Regions from separate parts of the Gasterosteus aculeatus genome. Here region 2 is linked to region 1. The links are chromatin contacts, called in public Hi-C maps. All regions are on one chromosome and are shown on one strand. Each heading gives the region's core, a stretch centred on a gene start, on an enhancer-like site or on the middle of the called end of the contact. The rest is flanking DNA. Distances are from core to core; before and after follow the strand shown.

Evidence for each region. Hi-C and Micro-C count contacts between places; a contact is called where the count stands out from the background.
Region 2: a Hi-C map of whole body shows a contact between it and region 1, with 7 times the contacts expected there. The contact joins the promoter of sost here to the enhancer-like site in region 1. A contact is called at or near these places in 5 of 6 Hi-C or Micro-C datasets (liver, skeletal muscle, tail fin and 1 more).

The regions. Positions count from the first base shown.
Region 1 is chr5:8,545,921-8,553,191 of fGasAcu3.hap1.1, reverse strand. No RefSeq gene overlaps it. Among protein-coding and RNA genes, the nearest start is that of meox1, 16 kb to the right of the region's middle. Within about 2 kb of position 5,646, at least 3 of the 9 cell types and tissues checked have open chromatin away from gene starts, as enhancers often do.
Region 2 is chr5:8,589,079-8,595,897 of fGasAcu3.hap1.1, reverse strand. It overlaps sost (sclerostin), which reads left to right and starts at 2,076. Exons shown (of 2, transcript XM_040177328.2): 1 at 2,076-3,176; 2 at 5,052-6,819. The coding sequence starts at 2,930. The coding sequence ends at 5,449.

The DNA.
Region 1 (7,271 bases), core at 4,397-6,896:
CTTCCTTTTTTTAATGTTGCCGTTTTGTAGCCGCTGTGTATCCGGAGACTTCCGTTTGCAAAGGTTTCAAGCGGTTATTTAACTCTGTTTGGACTGTGAATGTCAAACACGGTTGTTCAAAACACAACCCCAGTCTATGACTATGAAAATACACAACTTTAAAACATTGAGGAAATGACTTTTCGAGGAATAGTCGATAACGTACCGATAACGTGGGAAACCTCTTTCTTTTTAGCATTGTTGCTGCGTTCACAGACACAGCGAGCGCGTTTAGTGTTATTATTAGACACACAAACGATTGCCAAAGCTAATAACACAGGAGCCAAAATTGTCAAGTTTTGAGGCGGACCTTCTAAAATATTTGGCAATGACGCCTGCCATTTATGTGTTATTTCTTTTATCCGGAGCTGCTTTTCCCAAGTGTGATCAGATCACATCTGTCGAAAGACAAACCAAACGCCAAGATCCTTTTAGAGCGCAGACGGTTGGTGGTGCAGCACTGAGCTCCTCTGACGCCTCGTGACATGTTGTTGTTCCTCCTCAGCGGCGAATTAGGGAGACTCGCGGACTCGCGGTTCCCACCGAACAGAAGTCCGTGTTTATGAACCGGCACGTTGGGTTCTAACCCAAACAACACTCCCGACCCCGAGGAGAATGAAAACAAAACCCCCGGGAAAAAAAAAGGAACCTCAGCGTGCTTCCCCGCCGCGTTTCTCCCCCCTCGTAACGTCACGGTTGCATGCCTCCCCCCCTCCAGAAACAGTTGCATGGACAGATGGGATGAGCCGGCCCGCATCAGCAGGCTCCCGTTGAGCTTCGCCGTCACATCCTCCCGCCGGGCTTTTGCCGGTGACCTGAGGTGAACCGCCGCCGCCCTCCTCACCCCCCCTCCCCCCCTCACCCTCCCTCACCCCCCAGGATCCGTGTGAACACGCTCTGCCCGCTGCCGACGCCAACAGAGGTGCTGAGGGAAACCCTTTGTGAAGAAGCCCATTGGGAGCAGAATAAACGCACCTTCGGGTTGGTTTGCTTTCAGTTGCCTTCAGTGGTTTTTCTCTGCTTTCTCTTCTAGCTTCTACAAACGAAACAGCGAAGGCTCGAGTCTCTTTATCTCTCCTTTTCCCGGCTTTCTGGGGATTTTTTTTTAAACGTCGGCCATCGGCGATACACGTTCAGTCACATTGAACGCTACTTGAACGACAACAATGAACGAGTGAAATCTGATGAAGTGGAGAGGACGTGACACGAGACGAAGGAGATGAGACGAGAGCGCAGGAGAGAGGAAGGGAGGAGACGGGAGCAGACGAAACGGAGAGAAAGGTCAGGAGAGGTCAGGAGAGGAGACGAGGAAACGAGGAGAGAGATCAAGAGGATAGGACAAAAAATGAGCAAATAGGAGAGGAAACGGAGGAAAGGACGAGGAGAAACGACGCAAAGCAAAAGATGAGAACAAAACTACATGAGGGCCAAGAAAGGAGAGGAGACAAAAATGACAAGAGACAAGATGAGAGCAGAGGAGACGAGATAAACAAATGGACGAGACGGGAACAAGTATGAGACGAGACAAAAGGAGACAAGTCTATGACTTCAGAGCAGAGGAGGAGATGTTATGGGATGAGACCAAACAAGTGGAAACAATAGAAGACGAGAGATTAATGAGCATCGAGGTGCGAGTTTCCTTCCCTTCACTCCTTCCTTGCTCCTTCCCCTTTTTTTTCCCACCCCCTTTCTTTTTTATTTTTTCCATTCATTCCTCCTCATCTCCTTGGTCCCCAGCGCTTGGGCCCGGTCCAGGTCAAGAATTCCCGTATCTAAAAGGTCCGCCTCAGAAACCTGCGAAGGCCCGCAGAAAAAACAAAAACAAAAGGCGATTGAAACCATGTGAGATGAAGCAAGCTCTGGAATCAGCTTTCCACATGAGCTAAGCCCCGAAACCGTAGCTGACAGAAAGCTGGGGAGGATGAAGAGGTCCCGGCGCCCCGCCCGAGCACAAATACACACGCAAACAAAAAAAAAGAAAAGGAAAAACAATCACCCAACGCCGTGCGCGCACTGCCGGGGTGAATCAGCTCGTGCAGGTGGCGATACACAAACTGTACACACACACACACAACAGACGAGGGCTGATGAAAGTGACACACACACACACACACTCTGGAATCAATTTAACACGTGTGTGTGATCCGTGTGGAGGGAAGGTGGCTTTGTACCTGGGTTCCCAAATCACGTCAGCGTGATGGTTGGGCATGTGACTCCCAACCAAGTGAAACGGCCGCGTCGATCCATCCATCCATTACATACGTGTGTGTGTGTGTGCGTGCACGTGTGTGTGAGAATTGTGTAGGTTGAAAAATAGCTCACCCCTTTCGCTTATTTGTTTAGGGTGTGACTCTGAAACCATGGTGCCGCTCCAGCTTCAGACACACCAGTCCTCAATAGTTGTCTCACATTATTTCTCTCTGGTCTTATTGTTTCTGAGTCCGCTGCTCGTTTCCTCACACACGCACACACACACACACACACACACACACACACACACCTTCTTCCCACTCGAGGCTCCGCTCTGTGTGAATAAGCTGTTCCAGTGGCGCCGCCGTCGCCGTCCTCCTTTCTTCTTTCTTCTTCTTGGGAAAGAAGTCGGGTTCTGTTTTTTCTCTGTGTGGCCCCGAGCGCATCGGTTACGGTCCTGGGGAGTCACTTGAAACGAAGCGTGATTAATTACTCCTTCATTACTCATCATTGAGCAATCGAATAAACTATTAATCACTCAACCACGGAGGTAATGAAGGGAGTTGTTGTTTTTTTGCCATTTGTGGGCAAAGCAACAAGCTGAAAGAACAACGTTGACATATTAACACCCTATAAAGTTTAATTGGTAGAACCTGTCGGCAATTCATTACTTTTCAAACCATTCCAGCGGCACAGAACTCCAATAATTCATTCTCCTTTAACGCCGAACTGAAATAAAGCAGCTCTTTAGCTGCTGAATGAGGTGCCGAGTGCAGCTTTAAATATTTTGCAAATCAAGGTGATCATTCTCGAGGGCTCATCCTAATTTAGACATAGATGGTTGTATCTGTTCTTATGTACATGTTCGGTTAGCGCGGCACTATCAGGGATCGACAGGATCAGGTGGCCCCTTCCCCACTTCCTGCCCCCGTACTTCGCTTTCAGTTACACACCTGCGAGGTTTCCTCGTTGCTCTCGTGCGGCTGGAGTGCCACTTTTCACGAGGACCCGCACAACAAGACAAAACTAACACCTCGGGTTGTGCTTTTCACCAAAGCGCCGGCGCTAAGCGGCTACCAGCAGCTACCAGCAGCTAGCTTAGCCTCGGCCCTTGGAGAACATTCATTCATGAGTTCCTCAATTCCTCCCCGCCCGTCTCCAGCCGCCATGTGGCGAGGTACCGCACAATTGTTGGACCCAAATCAGACCGCGTACCCTTGGAAATTGACACATTGCTCGAAAGGCCTCTTGGAAACAGTTTGAAGAACCCGGAAAGAAAACCACATCAACAGAGACCAGCTGATACCGGAGCGGCGTTGGCACGCTGTGCTGTGTGCCGCCGCGTGACGAGTCCAGGTCGTGCGGGTCGTGGCTGTGGGTGGGGCAGCGGTTGATCCACCACGTTACCCCCCCCCCCCCTACCCCCCCTTCATCCCAAACGGGAGGATCGGTCCAAGATGGGTTGCATTAATTCAGGCTTTTGAAGCAGTCGGCACTCGGGTTAACCGCGACACAACATGTGGTGCACCCCCAACCACCATTACCCCCCCCTCAAAACCCTGTTTAGCACTGATGAGCCAGGGACCGCAGGGCTGAGGCTGTGTGTTCCTGGGGGAGGAATGCTGATGTTTGACAGGAGGGTGTGTACCTAGTGATTTCCGTATCAAGGTCAGAGGGCGTTCGAGGCCGACGCTCACGACACGCCACACGACTTTCTGTCACATGGCTGCCGAGTGTTTCCCTGAACCCGGTCACGTCCCCTCGCTGCTCCTCTCGGGGTCCAACGCGGCCCCCAATTAGCCTCACGCACAAGCAGCCCGTTGCACTCTGGCGCTTCTCTTTAATAACTACTTCTTTTAATGGTCAGTTGATCACGCCGTTGGCTAAAACAATATTTTTCTTTCATTGACAGCCCGGTGAAAACTCCAGAAAGGTGACCCTTTTATTTTGAGTTTGACTAAATTTTTGTGACGAAAGCAGAAACATCGTCAGTACCGCAGCGCTGCAGGTAACTCATAATAAAAAAATCTATCTGGGATTTAACTGTAATGAATAGAATAAATTACTTTCAGTTTTGTTTAACCTTAATTACGCAATTAGTCCTTAGTAATCTTATCATTGTGTTGGATAATATTGTATTGTAATGAATGGCAGTGGGTCAGATTATCGTCTAATGAATGCCATTTTTCTGTAATTGTGTTTGCTGTGTAAATAGAGTCTTCATGGGTGTTTCTGCAGCAGACTCAACCAATGGGAACTTTGCTTGTTCTAAATCTCCCCTCAATTGTTTCCATGTTATTTTGGATATTAATCTCCTCATAGCATAATATTGTTATGCGCGGTGAAACCGCCTCAGCTATTGTGCAACGCTGCCGGTTTGGAGAAGGTTTCCGTATCTCCAAATATTTAGGCTGGTGCATTAGATAATTTGGGTCACGTTGACTATTATTTAATAAGGCATCGCTATGAACAAACACTCAAACAATTAGAAAGCATGTGTGTGTGTGCCTGGTGTTTACCTTTGGAAATAATATTTAGTGTGTTTATGTGTGTGAGAATGAACACAGTTGTGCAGAACCTTTAGTGTGTTGGTATCACAATAAGTGAGTCTCTCTTGGCGTCCTGCCTCGGCTCTCCGGCCAGAACAACCGCACTTAATCTCTCACGCTTCCTCTTCCTCTTCTTCTTCTTTCCTTTCTGTCTGTTGGTTCTTGAACGCCATCAAAGACACAAAAGGGCTTTTTATCTATGTTTTTATTCTTCATCGCCATGACTAACTCTTCGCCGAGGTCGAGCTCGGGCTTCTTTAAAAAAAATGTCTTACGAGCTCCGTCATTTTGCAGAGGAACGTCAACGGGCTTTGAAGGAGTTTGGCATCTCTCCTGTGAGCAATGACGTCGCCAAAGCATAATTCAAAACACAATAAATCAATGCGGATTTCAGTTGCGATAAGAGGAAGAAAAAAATAATCCTCGTAGAATCGGGGTTCTCAGGCCCGGTGAGTTATGAACTCCCCGGCTTCACCGAGGTCCTGGATCTGCATAAATAACCATCTGGGAGGATCAGGACTAACCGGGCATGTAAGGTACCGCGAGCACCATCTGTTTTCCTCCCGACGCTGAACAGCGGCGGTGTTACGGCCTCGAGGTCCGGGTGTAAAGAAGTGACCTTTTGACATGCCGCAGCTGCGAGCGATTCACAAAGCAGACAAACACCTGCTGACATCTCCCGCTCGGCCCTTCCATTGCACCGAAGTAGCAATAAAGTGATTCGCGGCCTCGCTAAAGTCATGACGCACGTCAGCCTTTGACATCTCCCAGTGTCTGAAACATGATTTCTTTACAGCCAACGGAGGCCGTCGCTGTCTTCAGATCCCTGCGCAGTGAAAACACACCTCTCTCAAAAGCGATGTGTTGAAATAGTGACTCATCGGACAGGTTCCTCCGTCTCATCCGGGCCTCTTCTGCATCTGCGGTTGTACGAGGGCCGGCCCCGCTGGGTTCGGTGACGGACTAACTATGTGTGGAAATATCAATAAATAGCAACTGAGAGGAAAAGGATTCCACTTAAATCCCGAATAAAATCCATAAACACAGAGAGGAGCACGGAACGAAGATTTTGTCCCGTGCGCTCAATACAAACACGCATGTGAACAACCGGGACATGCAATGAATGTAGCCATTGGATCGTATCGCTCACGTCTGACATCCAATCACCGCTAATGTGTGTTAATAGTGAAAGCGATGCATGGGGAGGGGAAAGGAGGAGCACGGGAGGAGAGGGAGGAGGGGGGGGGGCAGCAAATAAACAATGGCAATAGGAAGGGGAAAGGGGCAATTTCAACCTAAACTATATTAATGTAATCAAGGCCAATTAGTGGGTTCAGGATAACATTCCTGTGGCTCGCTGTGTTTATTTAGCAAGTAAAAGAAAGTAGGTAGAAGGCGAAGGCACATCCAGACTCAGAGCCGACTGCGTGAATGCTTCACTGTAAATGCCACTATTTTCTTAACTTCACCCCTTTTATTGGAGCTGAGCTGTAGATTATGTGTACGATAATATGACATGAACATCAGCCCAATTCTGGCGTCTCATTGGCTCCCTAATTGTTGGGAAATGGATATATATGGCTGAAATAATGAGCCTGTTTGTTTAAATATGTATATTTTTATAAGTATATATATATATTTATTTATATATTTACGTATATATATACATAAATATATATATATATATATATATATATATATACAAATATAAAAAATATCTTATATATATATATATATATATAATATATAAAATATATATATATATATATATATATATATATATATATATAAGATATTTTTATCTATTGGACTGAAACTGAAAATAAGCGTGAAGGTGGTTCAGGTTCGACGGAATGAACCCCAGGATGAGTTGGGAAAGTCACACAGCTCCCCCGTGTGGTCAGATAGAGACACTGCGCTCCCAGTCCGGCACTGGAGAGATGCTGTGAAACCACGACAAACTCCACTACAAGAGACCGAGGGACACCACCCTCGTCGTCAGGCCTCTTACGTCAGGACGACCGAACTCCGGAGGGAGCTCATTTCGGGAGAGATAGATCTCCATAAACGTTTCCCAATGTGACCTTTCGCGTGGACGTGGGGGCTCCCTGTCAAAACGGCATAAACAAATATGACGTAACTGGACTGGTGTGAAGCAGGAGAGCAACTGGTTTATGAATAATGAGTGGTCCCGGTCCCGGTTGGTTTGCCGTGGATTGGAGACAGATGTGGGAGCGAGAGCGACGCACTGGTGGCGTAATCGGGGTCGACCTCTGAAAGGGAGGGGAGGCAAACAGGGGGCTCTTCTCGCATGACCTCGCTCTGGGGGGGGCGATGAGTCATCGTGCTTCACACCGAGGTCAGGTACGAGACTATATTTAGCCACGTGTCTTTCTGTTGGATGCAGAAATGGGACATTCAAAGGTTGAATTAGCAGGACGGCACCCCACAGGAAGGGACCACTGCAGGGCCGCTCATGCACACTAGTGCAAA
Region 2 (6,819 bases), core at 827-3,326, 46 kb before region 1:
GGATTCAAACCTGTAAATGAGAGGCGACCAGAACATGAAAACCAGAAATCTGACCGTACATCTCACGTGTTAAGAAACGTATCAGTCTTCGTCACTCTGTGTTGCGGACAAATGCCAAAAAAGTCTCACCTACTCCTTCTATTCAGCCCTGCATGATTGGGGAATTTAACTTTTAAATATGAGGCGGGGTCACATTAACATGTGGCCGTTTGCTCCCCGTGCATGAAGCGTCCACTGTTCTCCCCGTCCACGGGTTAATGTGGGAGGCCAGAGAGCTCCACCGGCCTCCTCTGCATGATTGCGGTGGACACATAATGAATAATTCACTCTGTCAGACCCTCGGGTCGAACACGGCACAGTTTCAAACAACAATATCTCCTTTATTTACTCTTGCTAACCTGTGTGATCGAGCCCTTCACCAACTCTGCTTCACGAACCACGCAAGAGAAAACACACACGCACACACACAGAGCTCAAGCAGCCGAGGACAGTTTGTTTATGAACTGAAAACACGGCTTTCCATAAAAACAAAGTCATGCTCCGCCGTCCTCTGCGGCGCTGCAGGCTTACTCGCAATCCGGGGAGCATCTGATTGTTATTTGGGCCTCGTTGTGCTGTTATCAAGATAGAAAACACTGCGCTGGGGCCCAGGGGCTCCATAAAGAAACCCAGAGAGGCCTAAATGGAGACCGGCGCTGACATCGGTCGGGACGTCGGCGAGGAGGGCTGTAATCAGGGGCGGCTTCGTGCAGACAGTCGGATCACCCGTCGCTCACCCTAAAAAGCAAAAATAAAAGCATTCTGGCACCGGCTCAGCGCTCCGGGCCTGAACTCGATAGGAGGACCTGACTGTCAGCTGCAGTTACCGTGAGACACACATCGGCCTGCGGAGCGATCGGCGCGTTTCGCCTTCGTTACCGCGACGACGCCATTGCACATTAACACGAAGAAACGCTTCTGAGAGTCGGATGGGGTCAAGAGTTGAAGATGTCTAAATATGCAGTAAGAATGTTAGGAAAACAGAAAATAAATGTTTGTTGTGGGTTTTAATTGAGCATCAGCTGTCACTTATAACGCTTCTATAACGACCATGAAAGTCCACCAAACGCAGGAAGGTCAAACATACACAGAACCTTCACCCAGCAGACGGCGGTTCATGTCCCGAGACCAACAAAGAGTAAAAGGGAACTTTACTCTTGTTATGTAAGAAGTACACAAGTGTATTTGTTTATTCAATACTGTGATTTCAACACACTTGTAATGTATAAACTACGATATCTTGTGAAAACGCTCTCCTACTTTTTTTTGTTTTTAATTGAGCAGCAAGTGCAGATTCTGTCTTGTTTTATGCATTTAAAGATAAAGGTTTAAGCAAAACAAAAACACTTAGTTTGGTTTCCAACGACTACAGTGACGTGAAGTTGAAAAGGGAATTCCACAAGTTGCGTGACAAACAAAACACGAGCCTCTTATGCAACGTACTTATGAAAAGTGTATTTTTGATTCAGAAACATTGAAAATGAACATTGTCTTCCAAATGAAGTGAAGTGACGTTATGGGCCAAGATGTGTGAAGGCCGTGGTACCTAAACGCCCTCCGTATGACTCTCAACACATCTGGATCACCTTGGAGGACCTTCGTCCATTCTCCCTCCAGAGGGCAGTGTTTGAGTGAGAGTCCTCCGTCGTCACGGCAGCGGTCCATGTTGAGCTGCTCAAACTGAAGTATGTCAAATCATCACGTGAACTCACACCTTATCGCAGGAGGGAGGGAGGGTGATGGAGGTGTGAAAAGATGGATGAACTGAGACGGCGGCGCTGCGTTGGTTCACATGAGGCGTTTATGATTCACTTCGCCTCGTTTCGGTGCAGAGGAGCAGCAGGATAAGGAGGCGCAGGAGGAGCGAGAGGCGGTGGTCCAAAATAAATAAACCGCCTCGACAAATGAAAGACTGGCTTTTCATACGTGGAATGCTGCAGAAAGCATTAAAGGTGGAGGAGGTGGAGGGGGAGGAGGAGTGGGAGGAGGAGGAGGAGGAGATGCATTTGTACACTGAAGTCCAACCGCTGCACTGTGAGATGAGCAGATCAGCTGTCTCTGACAGACGTTAGCTCCTTGTCTCTGTTTTCTTCTCCTTTTAGCCCCTTCCTCTCCCTTGTCTCCTCCTCTTGTCTCCTCTGATCCCCTCGGTTCCCCTTTTGCTCCCATTTCCTCCTATTGTTCTCCATCATGTATAAACCCCCTCCTTTACTTTCTTATCTTCAGCTCCCTTTCTCCTCTCTCCTTCCCTCTATTCCATTTTTCTCTTCTTCCCTTGATCTCTCTTCCTCTCTCTTTGTTCCCTTTATCTATATCGGCCTTTTTTCTCACCCCCCTCCTCTATTCATCCCCCATTGTTTCATAATGTCCTCGTGTTTCCATCCTGCTTCTCCTTTCTGACTTTCCACAGTGACTCCACCGTTTCTGCCTCTCTCCTCTCACCTTTCCTCCTAGTCCTCCCTCTCATCTCCTCCTCTCTCGCCCCATCCACCTCTGCTTTCTCCGCTTCCTCCATTCTCCCTCTCCCCTTCTCCATCTCCATAACGGCCTCATACTGCTTTACCCCTCTCCTTTCCTCCCCCTTTCTCCCTCTCCCTCTCCTCTCACTTTCCATCCCTCTATTACCCCCCCGCCCCTCTCTCTCTCTCTCTCTCTCTCTCACTCTCTCTCTCTCACTCTCTCTCTCTCCCCCCCTGCTCGTTTCTCAATGAATCGCTCCCCGGGTTCGACCCCGCCCACTGCGCGTCATCGCTTTAATTGTCCCGCTTTGAGGAGAACTCGCTTAAATACGGGCGGCGCGTCTTGCACCGAGAGGTGGATGTGACCGACTTGTCTCTCTCTCTGTCCTCTCTGTCCTCTCTGTCCTGTCTTCGTCCTCGGACCGAGCAGCATGCAGGTGTCTCTGGTCCTCGTCGTGCTGCTGCAGGGATGCTGCGCCGCCGCGAGAGGATGGAAGCTACTGAAGAACGACGCCACGGAGATTTTACCGGAGTACGCGGGAAACACTGGGACTCCTCACGAGGCGGTACTACAGGCATCCGACGGCAACAACAACAACAACAACAACAACAACAACAACAACGGCAGTATGAATAACCGGGCGAAAGCCGGCGGAAGGGCAGCAAACACAGTATACAGTAAGTTCTTCTTCATGTTCTGGATGTAAAAAAAAAAGACTGGAGGGAAAATGGAATATTGGAAATAGGGATGCAGACTATTTTTTTTAAATAAAAAGTGAGGAAACTTAAGTGGTACATCTTTTGGGATGTAACACGATGCATTTACATCAGTGAATTCCACCGCGCGTTTACACGCGAGTGAGTGCGCGCGGGCACTCAGATATATCGTCTTAATAAATGATTTCAAATGCATCATTATCAATGTAGAGTCAACAATTCTATATACGTTTCTTTTTTTACAAATATAAATACATACATACAAATATGTGTGTATACGAAAATAATATTTTTTTAATGCCTGAACAATTTAAGTTCATGTTGACAATTTATCTACTAATATTAATGATAAAAAATATATATATATTATTATTTGGTGTGTTTAATAGTTTTATTAGACATGATCCACTAGAATTTAATCTTGAGATCATCGGATGATGAAGTTTAAACTGTGTAAATTCTCAGCACCAAGACCACCTGCCTGTTGGACCTGGTGCCTCCCTGATCAGGAGCAGATCGTGTGTGTGGGAAGAGTGTTTTCTTGTTAACCCCCGTCAGACTGGAGGGCGAGAGCGGCAGACGACCGTTCTTGTTGTGTTTCTTCGGTCTGAAACCTTCCCAGAGACATCGGGCCTTTTTTCACCTTGTCTTCCTGCGTATTTCCTCCTCTTTTTATACCATTAATCAAGCTGTACTTACATCACCATGATTGCAACAACATGTCTCCAAAAAAAACCCAACTACAGTCTGTTCTTCAGGGGGGTGCCAGGAGGTGGAGGTGGAGGTGGTGGGGGTGGGGGTGGGGGTGCGGGAGGTTAAACGCAACACTGCCTCTGACAATGATTCCCACCTGCGGCCAGTAAAGGTTTCATGTTCTGATTCAAGCGGTGCTTGTGGAGCAATCTCACGCCGGTGGACTCAAGATGGGTGCGAGACATTTTCTCACATTTGTCTTTATTCAATCACTATGGGGGGGGGGGGGGGGGGGGTGACATATGACTGATGAGGACATTCAAACAAGTCCACAGCAACCTCCTGGATTATTTTCTTCAACCGGCATGTGGGACGCCCTGGTCTTGGTCCCTGCGGGGTCACAGCGGGGACTTTGACCCCCCCCCCAGGGGTCACGCAGGCCGCCACCATTAGTGCGAGGCTGAAGGACGGAGGGGGGAGCGGGACATGTGAAAGGGGGAAGAGGCACAGAGAGATTACTAATCAGGGAACGAGACGGGACGGTTACTGGTGCAAACCTCCGCCCAGTGGGTCCTACTGGTCCCGCAGAGTCACACCAGATCAAGTTCACACTGGGAGAAAAACTAAAAAAAGGTAAAACAGGAAGTCACCTCACATAAATCCCTTTTTTTTGCAAAGAAAGCCGCAGAGCAAAAACAGACCCCTCTCCAAGTGCGTCCTTTTCTAAACCAACAGTTTTTGTTCAAAAGAAGTTAAAAAAACAGCTAAACATTGTCACTGTGGCAGATTTGCAGTTTGTTCACAACCTTTTCTTGTTTCTTTTAAAATAAGCGGACAGCTATTTGCTTCTCCATCAGCCGCCGCTGTGCGCTTTTCCTTCCAGCCCCGAAACCTCCATTAAGTTTGATTGAGCTGTTTAATGGCCTCGTGGTCTGGATTTGCTATCAGCTGATTGCTGCCAGCTGAATCTCTGTCAACCGCTAATGATCCCCCCCCCCCCCGAATCAAACTCAGACGCTCTGATATGATCTCTGCCTCAATTTTGCATTAAGCCGAAATTACGAAAAACGGATTTTCCGCGTGTGCGTCAAATCGATCTATACTCAGGTGTTTGTTTTTTGTTGTATTTTTGTTGACGTACAGGTGCCGCGGAGCTGAGCTGCAGGGAGCTGCGCTCCACCCGCTACATCACCGACGGGTCGTGCCGCAGTGCCAAGCCGGTGAAGGAGCTGCTGTGCTCGGGCCAGTGCATGCCGGCGCACCTCCTGCCCAACTCCATCGCCCGCGGCAAGTGGTGGAGGGGAAGCGCCTCGGACTATCGCTGCGTGCCGGCCCACTCTCGGACGAGGAGGCTCCAGCTGCACTGTCCCAGCGGCAACACCCGGACTTACAAAATCCGCGTGGTCACCTCCTGCAAGTGCAAGCGCTTCAGGCCCCACCACAACCAGTCGGAGGCCAAGGAGGTGCCGAGGGCGCAACGCGGCAAGAAGCGCGACCGGAGCAAGAACACCACGCCGACACTGACGGGCAACTCGTACTGACGCTCCTCCTCCTCCGCACGCACGCACCCACCCACACACACACGCGCACAGACACACGCACACACACAACTGATCTCCTTTGAATGGGTGGAGAGGATAAAGAAATATCAAAGAGAGTGAATTGATAAGCTAATTGCCGGCCTGGTATTTAAATCATTGGTCTTTATTTTTCTTTCAGCGTATTTGTGAATTCTGATGCTTATTTGCATGAGGGTCAGGAGTCAGGGCCGGGAGCCAACAGCCCCCTTATTTTACTTATTTCACTTTTTTTTCTCTTTCGTCCTCGCATCAAAACCGCTTTGTCTTTAATGCGGAGACCTCCCACGGGGCCCTCGAGCCCGTCTGTGCAAACAGCCAGCGGATGCTGAGCCACGCAGCTCGCCTTTTTTTAAAAGCCCAAAAGCTCCAGAGTGGTTGTAATCCATCTCCGTTTGGTTGTGTGCGTGTGTGGTGGAGATGGTACCGGGTTCCGGGCCGGGTGGAGGGGGGGCTCTGACGGTGGGATGCTGGCAGGTTTTTGGAGAGGCCCCCCCCCCCCCCCAGGGCCTTGTGCGGCGGTCCGGGCAGCTCACTATTAGGTGCCTGGCTCCTGTGGAAGGACCTCAGCTACTACCGGGCCAGTCAGTTCCCCACGACGAGACGCACACACTCAGTGGGAGAGCAGCTCCGACTGGGAATTCCTGCGACTCCTCCTAATTGCCAAATGAGCTCATTGCTGTGTTATTTCAGTCATTAAAAATGAACAAATAGAAAAGCCATTTCCTCTAGACGAAGCCGGTTCCTGTTTGTCGGAATCACACGCAGACCTAAAAATAAATAAATAACAAAGTGCACATGTGTGTAGGAGGCATCGGAGAGCTGAGCGCGCTCGCTCGGCTGCCCGGGGGCCCGAGACCGGAAAGCTTAGTCAGCGATGGGCCCGTTTCTGTCGGAGACGCTTAACCCCCCCCCCCCCCACTGTAAATAGCTAATAATTGTATCATTGCATGGACCAATAAAAATGTGGCCCCAGTGCGTCACTGCAGACAAAACCCCCTCCTCCCTCAGCAACGGGACGGCGCTTCATGAAGAACACTCACAAAGCTTCCTGCGTATTGTTGGACTAAACTGTACTGACAATGTTTGCTTGTTTCCCTGATTATGTGTGTTTTTTATTAAATACCAACTGGAAGGGGTCTGAGAGCTGTGATTGTACATATCCAACCTGTTCAGGTGTGTTTGAAGAGGGAGGGAGGACGGTTGTTCTACAGACAGAAAAGAAGGACTGTTATAAAGAATGAACTGCATATTTATTTTTTATTGCCACATTTAAATTATTTATTCAACCTTTTTGTAGTAAATGATATCCATTATTGTCATATAGTATGATA